3 separate regions of the Mus musculus genome follow, and regions 2 and 3 are each linked to region 1. Evidence: chromatin contacts called from public HiChIP or PLAC-seq data. All regions are on one chromosome and are shown on one strand. Each heading gives the region's core, a stretch centred on a gene start, on an enhancer-like site or on the middle of the called end of the contact. The rest is flanking DNA. Distances are from core to core; before and after follow the strand shown. Region 1 overlaps Vti1a (vesicle transport through interaction with t-SNAREs 1A). Region 2 has its middle 16 kb from the start of Gm52391. Region 3 overlaps Tcf7l2 (transcription factor 7 like 2, T cell specific, HMG box).

Region 1 (3,324 bases), core at 324-2,823:
GCCTGCCCGGTGTGTCTGGGGCTTTGATTGGACGCCAGCTCTTACTGGTGCTCACCAAGCCCTGGGACAGCTTCTGCTTCTCTCCCCAGTCTTCTCTGCATTTAACTTGGCCACCTTATATCAGTAAACCCAATGAGAAAACCAAACAAGCCTAAGTCTCTAAAGACTAGACGGGGTATTCGAAAAATGGGACTTTGCAGTGAGGGGTGTTTTACAGTGAAAATTCTACTGTAAAGAAGAATCTTTTAATACCCCCCCTTGGGATAGAGTGAGTAATTTATGCATAATGACAAGAAAACACATGTAATTACTCTGGGTAATATATGCTTCCTGTTCAGTTGTGTGTTTTAAAGGGATTAAGACACTTAGTTTTTTCAGTGGTAAATATCTGCTTCCTTGTTACCCCGAGGTCTCTGGAAGTTTGTTGTGACTGTGCCTGAGTTGAACTCACGCAGGACACACACAGTACTGAGGAAAGTAACCAGTGTAGATCTTTGGCCGAGAATGATGGGCAGAGGCCTGTGACAGTGGGAAGCCTTGTGCGGCTAGCCCTAGGAGTTGGGGGCTGGAGGACTAAGGGGGCTTCCAGTCCCTCTGGAGCCATCCTGAAGCTCTGTGTGTCTTTTTGTTGCTGTGTGCATTTCAAACTGAGCCTCACTATATGATCCAGCCGGGCCTAGAACCTAATTTGTTTTAGCACAGGCTAGCCTCAAACATGAGGTCCTTCTGCCTTGGCCTGCCTGTTGCTGAGACTGCAGGTATACATTACCCCTGACTGTGTGCCGATGGGGAAGCTATGTGGCACAGCATGGAGCAGAAACACGTAAGGGAAGGTTATTCAATTAGCATATTGATATCACCCATATCACATAGGATGAAATGAATTTCTGACATTTGTTTTTAATTAATAATTTCCACTTGTTTTTGGCCCAGGACTCCTATGTGTTTACTGCACATGGCTTTCCCCACCCCCCAATTAGAGGGTAGATTTCACCCTTTATCTTTGCAGGTAACAGATCCAAGACATTTTTATGTAAATGGACTAATTAATTGGTAGCCTTCATTTGAAGCTTAAAATAAAAGTAATCCTTTTGGAGAGGCATTAGCTATTTCTAAAGCCACAAACAATTCTCCCTTAAGCACCTTGTTACAATTAGAACTTAAGTTAACAGCAGCAGACATAATGGAAGGCGTTACCCCTTACCTAAGAACCTTGTTTTCCCAGAGTGATTAAAGAAATCCCTTCACTAAGGGACTGCAGAAACCTCCTCACTCACTTGCTAAAAAAAAAAAAAAAAAAAAAAAATCACATTTCCAGAAACGTAACGGCTCATATTGTCAAAACTCCAGACGACGTGACATGACGTAGCAAGTGAAGTCACCCAGAGCAGGCTGTAGCCACAGAGATGTGCAGGTCTCTGCAGCTGGGCTCCTCTGAGGGAGCTTAAGCCTCCTGCTCGCCAGCCCTACGATTTATGCAAATGAGAAAGCCTTGGCGGTCTCCACTTCCTGGCCAGGCCGGCATAATCCACTTCCTTCGGGTTCATGTGACCATGCAAATTTGAGCACTCCTGAATAGTCCCACAGGGGCTGTGCCTCTCATTATCCCTGCCCCATTCTCTGGGCAGTGCAAGCATTCAGAGTCTGAATGGACAAGGGCCTAATTACTCACCACGTCTGTCAGATCAGATGCAGCCGGAGAATGAAGAGAGCCCCAGACAAGCCCAGCCCTCTCTTTGCTGTGTTCTTCGTGGCCGGGGTCATCCAGCCCTGTCTTCTAGGGAATATTTTCCACTCAGTGTTTCGTGACCCTTCTGGAAACCAGGGACTCCAGCTTTTGGAGATCCATTACGGGGCCTTTCACATTGTGTGTGGCCTTTACGCATGTTAATTAATCTTCCTGAGGACGCACTGAGCATCAGGGAGCCCTTTATTCTCCCTGGGTTGCTGATGACCAATACAAATGGCAGAAAGTTTTGCTTACTGTTTCCTGACCCTGTGCCCTCTCTGTGCATGCTCCTTTGGTTCACCTCCCCCCCCCCCCGCCCCCATGTGTCTCCCTCTGCATGACAGACGGACTGCTCACATTACTCCGTCAGCAAAGGTGGAGGTCAGCAAAGGTGGAGGGTGTACCTACAGGAAACAAGGTTATGGCCAAGTTACCTTGTCCAGTGCTGACCCCTAAGAAAAGGATGGGCAGTAATGAGGAGAAAGATCCATGCCCACCGGGGACACACCACAGCAAGCCGAATGGGCACCAGCATGAGGCACTAGCCTGTTTTCTATGGGTCTTGCTGTTGGTGTCTTTGGGTTTGAGGGGGGATTCTAAGTCCCCATAACCCTGAACTACAAAGCACTGCAGGTTATCATTGGGAGCTTTTTTTTTTTCTGTTTTGTTCTAATTTGATTTTGCCTTTATCTGTTTCTTTTAAAAGATTTATTTATTGATTATATGTAAGTACACTGTAGCTGTCTTCAGACATTCCAGAAGAGGGAGTCAGATCTTGTTACGGATGGTTGTAAGCCACCATGTGGTTGCTGGGATTTGAACTCTGGACCTTCGGAAGAGCAGTCGGGTGCTCTTACCCACTGAGCCATCTCACCAGCCCCACCTTTATCGGTTTTTAATTTAAAATTCATAAAACTATATAAAATTAGTCATTTTATTTTTGTCATATTAGTTTCTTGTGTCTTCTGTTTGTTTTTTTCTTGTTTTATGGGTTTTTTGGGGGGTTGGGGGGTTAGTTTTTTTTTTTCTTTCTGAGAGAAAGAAGCAGAACATGACAGCACATGGATGAGAAGGTTGGGAGGACCTGGGAGGAGTGGAGTAAGGCGAAAGAAATGATCAAATTGCATTCTACGAAAAAAATATTAGATTTAATTAACAACTTGAACGTGAACAGTTCCGTATACTGGCAGTGTTAGACAACCATTACCTCTCTCTGGTTCCCTGGCCTCACAAGTGGCCCCTCTCCATACAAGCAGCTGCTGTCTCTGTGGATTCTGGATAATGCACAGACTGAAGTCACAGCAGTATATGACCTTTGCCGCCGGCCTCTTTTGCTTAGCGCAGTATCGGGGGGGGGGGGGGGCGGGGGGGGCAGGTTTTGTTTTCGTTTTCCCTTGGCGTTTGGAGGGGGTTCGGACGCACGTGTTTATCCTTCAGCCCTCTCTCCTCATCTGCTCTCTGGCTTCTCTGGCTTCTGTTGTCTAATTTTTCCTCAAGGTCTGTGGAGTCCAGCTCTGAAGTAGCTCCCCTCAGTTCACAATATTTGGAATGAACTACAATCCGGAATTGGAAGGCTCACCAGTGACCCTTATCTG
Region 2 (3,324 bases), core at 208-2,707, 400 kb after region 1:
TGATGATCAATTCAGGACATTGGGTTGTTCCCAATTTGTGATAATCCTACACTGTGAACTGCGGTCAGATAAATCCCTAGGTGTCGCGTCGGCTCTCGACCAGCAAGAACGACACGGCCACCAGTCCTTCTAACAGCAGTTTATTCAGCAAACTTCAGTCTTCCTCTCTCTCGCTTCATCTTTTTCCTCATCTTTCTCTCTCGAACCCCGGGCCTCTCACTCTTATATACTCTCAGTCCCCATCCACTCACAGCAGGCCACGTCACCTCACCAGGCACGCAGCTTCAGCCAATCAGGGCAGCAGGGGCACATCTCCACCAAATATGGATTCGCCAGTATTATGGGGCACCTGCGCAGCTCTCACGATGGTTGTGGCTTATTTTCAGGCGTATGAGGAAGTCCAGTGCAAGTCATAAGACTTAGCTGCAGTCCTGGGCGCCATCTTGGGACTGCTGCCACACCCGCTCCTCACACCTAGGAATGCTGCCTGGGTTGTATGGTAGGGGTATGTAATGTAAGAAACTGCCCTGCTGTAGACGGGAAGGGGGCTGGAGTTTGCTATGGGGGATGTTTGGTGTGAGATTACATCCCCTGGCAACATCAGAAGCTATACCCATAAAACCTCACCAACATGACCACCCAAACATGTGCAGAACAAGGTCGAATTGGATGGGGAAAAGCCCAGGAGGCCTCAACCCTACACAAAGACCTACAAGCAATGGAGTAAAACCATAAAGCCGGGCATGTGGAGGAGCCCTTGCCCAGGGAAGAGTACACCCACTGGTTGTCTAATGCCCAATGGCCAGCCCTGAAAATATGCTCACAAGTAACATTATGTTTACTCAACAGGTTATATTTAGGAATGTATGTACATACATGTATGCATACAACAATTTTAAAAAGAGGCTATGGATTTGAAAGGGGTGGGAGGGGTTGGTGGGAGGACTTAGAGGGAAGAAATGGAGGAATGCTGCAATTAAATTAACACACACACACAAACAAGCAAGCAAACAAACAAAACTACTCTTGCTTTGCATGGTGGCCATACCATTCTGTAGAGTCACTGGGATGCTCCTGTGGCTCTGGAACCTCACTAGCATTTGATACCTGCTTTTTAACATTTTAGCTGTTCTCATAGGTGTGCAAACTTTGGTTCATTATTGTGCCTTTGCGAGCAGACACATGTGTGTGGAACACAGCCTGGTGCCTGGCTTCCAAAGAGGGTTTGCTAAATGGGAGTGGCTTTATTTATTATTCTGCTCCTGCCTGATTCTCTTGCTCCTGATGAATATTGTACATTATGCCTCCGGAGGCCCCTGCCCTGTGTCCAGTCATCTGCCTGGATTGGTCCCAGTTGCGGCAGGGCTCAGAGAAGAGACCCCTGTGTCTCTCTCTTAAATCAGGCTCTGTTTTGTCTCCTTGGCTCTGCAAAAGGACTGTGCAGTGGCTGCTGGCAGCAGTCCAGGCCAGTCCCAAAGAGCTCTGAGGAGAGGCTTTGGTGAGCAGACCATGGGTATGAGCCCTCCTGGGTAGCCTGAGGCCTGGGGGTTTTTCTTGGCCTGTTCCCACCCTGCTCCCGGGCTTCCTGCCTGGCCTGCTAGCTCTGAGATTCTGCCCAGAAGCACAGGACCTTACTCATGGTTCCCTATTAAACATGGACTATCAAAAAGTGAGGAAAAAAATCGCATGTGTAAATGAGTTTGTCTCTGGGGGGGTGGGGGAGGGAAAGGTGGCTGAGGAGGTATCATGGAGTAAAACAAACCGTACAGATGTTCCTTTCAAAGCAGGAGTCCCTTGCCTAATCACAATAGTTGCTGTTGGAGGCCTGACTTAGGAGTATTCAGCTCCTTCCTGACAGCAGCCCCTGGGGGTCATGTTCCAAGTAGCCCAACATTCAACAGCAGCCCAAGCTCCTGGGGCTTTGGGTAGTCTGGCAGCAGACCCAAAGATATGACACACCCGGTTTAAATAATCCAGAGTGCAAAGCCAGAAAAGTCTGGGGACCCAAAGCAATCAGGAGATAGGTCTAGGCATTGAGTGAGCCACAAGCCTAAATCATGCAAATGAGAAACTTGGAGATAATGAATGGCAGGCCCAAAGGTATCAGGCAGCAGACCTAAAGAAATCAGGCAGCGAAAGTACCCAAGGAGCTAAAGGGATCTGCAACCCTATAGGTGGAACAACATTATGAACTAACCAGTACCCCGGAGCTCTTGACTCTAGCTGCATATGTATCAAAAGATGGCCTAGTCGGCCATCACTGGAAAGAGAGGCCCATTGGACACGCAAACTGTATATGCCCCAGTACAGGGGAACACCAGGGCCAAAAAAAAAATGGGAATGAGTGGGTAGGGAAGTGGGGGGGAGGGTATGGGGGGCTTTTGGGATAGCATTGGAAATGTAATTGAGGAAAATATGTAAAAATAAATAAATAAATAAATAAATAAAAAGAAATCAGGCAGCAGAGGTGAGGGGTAGCTTAGTCTGTCACACCAAGCAAGTGTGAGGGCCTGGGTTCAATCTCCAGAAATCATATACAAAAGAGCCAGGTGCTGGTTTGTAAACCCAGTGCTAGAGAGGCAGAGATAGGTGAATCCTGCAGCTCTCTGGCTGGCCAGCCTTGCCTAAGTGATGGACTCCAGGAAAACTATTGAGAGACCCTATCTCAAAAACAAGGTGGGTGGCTTCTGAGGAGTAGCACCCAAGGGTGACCTTTGGCACCCACATGAACACGCATCCCACCACACTCATACAAAGAATTGAGAAGTGAGCTCAAGGTTGATTGTCAGGAACGAGACATCAAGGAGACAGACCCCAAATCATGTCTCATGGTACTGTTCTTTCTGGGCAAGCATAGCTCTGTGGGCATCTTGTTGTGACAAGCATAGCATAATGTGTACAGTTCACATGTGATCCTGGGTCCAAGACCCTTGGAGTCCCCACTACTCCTCTGGGTTTCCTTTCACTTCACTTCTTGAGACCATCAGGTGTACCCCATCTGTGGGGACTCTGCTCTGAGCACCCCCTGTAGATCACTGGGGTTGTTGTTATAAGTCACTACTGCTCTGGGGCAGGAAGACTTACCAAGAAGAAGGTCCAACCTCTGTGAGCCATACCTATGCGGAGACCAGACTTGAAAAACCTTTGCCATGGGTAGGGAGAGGCTAAGCCTGAAGTCACATTGGCACAGAGAGAGCTGTCAACAAGAGATTGCCATCTATGGTCTCTTCTCCTCGTTTGTTCCAGGAAGAGGTAAGAACCCAGCAGGGCAAGACTCTGGCAAGGGCTAGTTGGGCATTTGGTGCCAAGATTCTGAGAAGACCA
Region 3 (3,324 bases), core at 524-3,023, 370 kb after region 1:
ATCCTTGCTCATTCATTTGATAGAGTCAGGCTGATGGGCGATAATGACGTAAGGCAGTCTCTCCATCCCTGCGGTATCAAAGAATGGCTTCTGTGGAGAGCCGCGTACTTCTACAGTACTTGGTAGAAGACGTGGTCTGGGACTGAAGCAATTGCTTTGAGACCATTTGGGTTTATTCCTGCCTCCACCTTGTCTTAGCTGTGACATCTCAAAAATATTTCCTAGCCTCTCTGTCCCTGTTTCCTTATCTGTGTCATTGGGAGGATGACAACATGTGTGTTGTGTAGAGCTGTTGCCGGTTTGGTCATGCCTGGTTTCTTATGTGTACTTGACAAATGCTGGCCATTGTTAGTGTTAGGAATGGCTGTTACAGTGAAAAGCTAGACTTAGAACAGTCCATAATTTTCATATTTGTTAGGAGCTAGCCATTCTCACAGCATGACAATATGGGTTATACAGACACCTCCTGGTTTGCCATGGTTAAACTTAGGATTCTTCAACCTCGTGATGTTGTGGAAGCGCACCCTTACAAGCCATTCTTCTTTCCACACTTAAGAAAGCATGCAGTCCGTGGCACAAGCCACTCAATGCTTTACACTAAGGCAGGCTTTCTGGTAGACAGCGTTGCCCACCTGTAGGCTACCTGTGTGCGTTTAAAGCAGGCTGGACTAAGGCATGAGATGCTGAGTGTTGGGCGTAATACATGCATCTGTGGGTTGTAATCTCTGTTATGGTTATGTTATGATATGGTTGTTGGGGTATCATCAGAGGAATCTGTAGCCGGCATAAGAGAATGAGAGATCCCTTCCCTGGGCTTATGCATGTCCGCCCTGCAGTTTTGAACTTCCCCATTGGCTTTCTTTTGTAAACACCCCCACCCCAACTCTGTACCATTAAAAAGAAAAAAAAAAAAAAAAGAAGGGTCACGCTCCATTTCTGAAAGAAACCATTTTGGTAGGGACACTTTGGCCTTCATAGTGAGAGACTGTGGGGTAGCTAGGCCAGCTGTGGACCACTGGAGGCTCCCAGGTTTCTCTACACCCTTGGAAGTGGACTCATCCTGCTTCCTGCTGTGGCTCTCCATCCCTCCCTGAATCTTTCTTGCCTCCTTCTCTTCCTCTTTATGGAATCAGATCCTCTGGGTTAGGTTAAAGATGGATGAAGGCCATGAGGTCTTATCATATCTACCTGCTGGGCCCCTGTTTTTCTCCCAAGAAATGTGTGTCTCCCCCATCCTACCCCTGCCTTGACCCCCAGCTAGGCAGTGTTCAAGGATTAGATTAGATAGATTTGGGAGAGAGGTAGTGATGGCAGACTGGTCCCCTCTTCTGGCTCCCCTGCCCTATGAACCCAGACCTCTATCTCCTTGTCTATTTCTTGGCCTAATCTCCTGCATTTCTTCTGTCCATCCAGGGGAAGAAGAAGAAGAGAAAAAGAGACAAGCAGCCGGGGGAAACCAACGGTGAGCGAGGAGAGTCAGGGAGGTGGAGGTTGGAGGACCACTCTTATGTCAGGCTTCCCTCTGGGGGAGGCAGGAGAAATCCAAGGCCAGGACATTGCGGGGAACCCATCTTAGGCAGCCTTTTTTGTTTATGTGTTTTTTAATTAATTGCTTCATGACTGCCCTTTTAAAGCTAGTAGCATCCATTGTTGCATGAAAAGCCCGTTGTAACCCTAGCGGAATGTGTTTTTAAATTAACTGCCAAGCCTGTAACTAGAGGGCCAGCGTCAGTCACGCCTCCACCGGGCTTTAGACAGCCTGCTTATTCTGTGTGTGTCTGAAGAGGGATGAGGAGGCGAGGGGGCCAGGAGGGGCGTGTGTGAGTGTCGGGTTTTAACTGGGCTGATCCTGAATGTTTCAATGCATGCCTTTACAGTGGTAAATTGCACCCATTTTAAATTAAGGAGGTTTGTCATTCAGTAGGAAGAAACTAGAAATACTGCATAGGCAATCAAGGTCCCTTGGAGAAGACCAGGTTTTGACAAAAACAAAAACAAAAACAAAAACAATTTTGAAGGCTTTGTGTAATTTGTTCTTTTTTTTCAGAACACAGCGAATGTTTCCTAAATCCTTGCCTTTCGCTTCCTCCGATCACAGGTGCTAATGTGCTTTTGAGTCGTTAAAATAGTTTGATAAACTGTTTTTTTTTTTTCATTTTTCTTGCCATCTATAGTCTTATTAACATTAAACATATACAACATTTGAACACCCTTTAAAACGATCATCTACATGGTTGCGTTATGTTTCGGTAGATTTTTTTTTTTTCCAGTTTTGCTTTCGTTGATTTTATTTATTTATTTATTTATTTATTTATTTTTACTTTAACTTCTGTCTCATTTTATCTATTGTTCCTGTAACAGTGGTTTATGCAGCATTGAACAGTGGTTTAGAGCTGAACTAACTGTGCAAATTGAATATGCAGTATTTCTTTAAAAGAGACTGATAAAGAAAACAAAAACGGAACAAACTCAGTAATAAACCTCCTTAATCTAATGGCATTTTTTTCTGTTGCCCCACTAAGTTTCCTCACGCCAGCATGCCATCGCAGTATGATTTTTTTCCTTTGCTTTTTATTTATTTATTTTTGTTTGTTTGTTTGTTTGTTCTTCCTTTCGCTTTTTTGGCTTTTATCATCTACAAATCTGCTAGCAGTTTACTGACCATGCCTGCTTCCAAGCCTGCTAGGAGCTCCTAACATTTAACAGCTCATGGCCTGTTTACCCTCTCTTCCCTCTTAATATTAATGAAAGTAGATTAAAAAAGAAAAAAAGAAAAGAAAAAAAAAGACATCCCAAAAGCTGCAATATCCCAATACCCACAACCTTTTTCTTTCTTTATTTCTTTCTGTTTTTGCTTCATTTCGTTCTGTGTTTATTTGTAGTTTTTATTTTTTTTTTTGTTCATTTGTTTCTTTTCAAAACTGTGGTACTCAGAAGAAAAAAGCATGTTATGAATTTAACCTTCCCTCGCTTTATTTTCTTCTTTGAGAAAAAGAAAATTAAGAGAGAGAGAGAAAAAAAAAAAAGCAGAACTAAAAAACAAACAGAGGAAAAAAAAATAATTGAAAGAGCAAGTTCTTGGCCGTTACCGCCTTTGGGCGGCTGGAACCGGATCTGACAGTCCTTGATAAGGGATACTGCAGCTTTATTTGCGACAGCTACTTGCACAAGTTGAATAAGTGTGATTTTTTTTTTTTTACTTTTTTTTTTTTAATTAAAGAAAGTTTAAAAAAAAAAAAAGAAAGAAAAAAGTCAATATTTTGCTATTAGTAACCCGGTCATTGATTTATTCCCTTTTTTTATTTTTATTTTTTTCTTGTTTGT

The links. HiChIP or PLAC-seq counts read pairs in DNA pulled down with a chosen protein or histone mark.
Region 2: a contact with region 1 is called in an H3K27ac HiChIP or PLAC-seq map of stem cell-derived neural progenitor cells, with 2.3 times the contacts expected there. The contact joins two enhancer-like sites. A contact is called at or near these places in 2 of 115 datasets of contacts at active chromatin or transcription factors (embryonic stem cells and stem cell-derived neural progenitor cells).
Region 3: a contact with region 1 is called in an H3K4me3 HiChIP or PLAC-seq map of embryonic basal ganglia, with 3 times the contacts expected there. The contact joins two enhancer-like sites. A contact is called at or near these places in 3 of 484 Hi-C or Micro-C datasets (embryonic stem cells and liver), 9 of 115 datasets of contacts at active chromatin or transcription factors (embryonic basal ganglia, embryonic hindbrain, embryonic stem cells and 4 more) and 1 of 9 other capture datasets (embryonic stem cells).

The regions. Positions count from the first base shown.
Region 1 is chr19:55,554,893-55,558,216 of GRCm38.p6, forward strand. All of the region lies in intron 7 of Vti1a (vesicle transport through interaction with t-SNAREs 1A), which reads left to right. Among named protein-coding and RNA genes, the nearest start is that of Gm41871, 140 kb to the right of the region's middle. Within about 2 kb of position 1,574, at least 150 of the 459 cell types and tissues checked have an H3K27ac peak or open chromatin away from gene starts, as enhancers often do. A contact at or near this core is called in embryonic basal ganglia and stem cell-derived neural progenitor cells, where this site is marked.
Region 2 is chr19:55,952,009-55,955,332 of GRCm38.p6, forward strand. No RefSeq gene overlaps it. Among named protein-coding and RNA genes, the nearest start is that of Gm52391, 16 kb to the left of the region's middle. Within about 2 kb of position 1,458, at least 34 of the 459 cell types and tissues checked have an H3K27ac peak or open chromatin away from gene starts, as enhancers often do. A contact at or near this core is called in stem cell-derived neural progenitor cells, where this site is marked.
Region 3 is chr19:55,922,483-55,925,806 of GRCm38.p6, forward strand. It overlaps Tcf7l2 (transcription factor 7 like 2, T cell specific, HMG box), which reads left to right. Exons shown (of 15, transcript NM_001331146.1): 12 at 1,414-1,462; 13 at 2,048-2,098. Among named protein-coding and RNA genes, the nearest start is that of Gm52391, 14 kb to the right of the region's middle. Within about 2 kb of position 1,774, at least 34 of the 459 cell types and tissues checked have an H3K27ac peak or open chromatin away from gene starts, as enhancers often do. A contact at or near this core is called in embryonic basal ganglia, where this site is marked.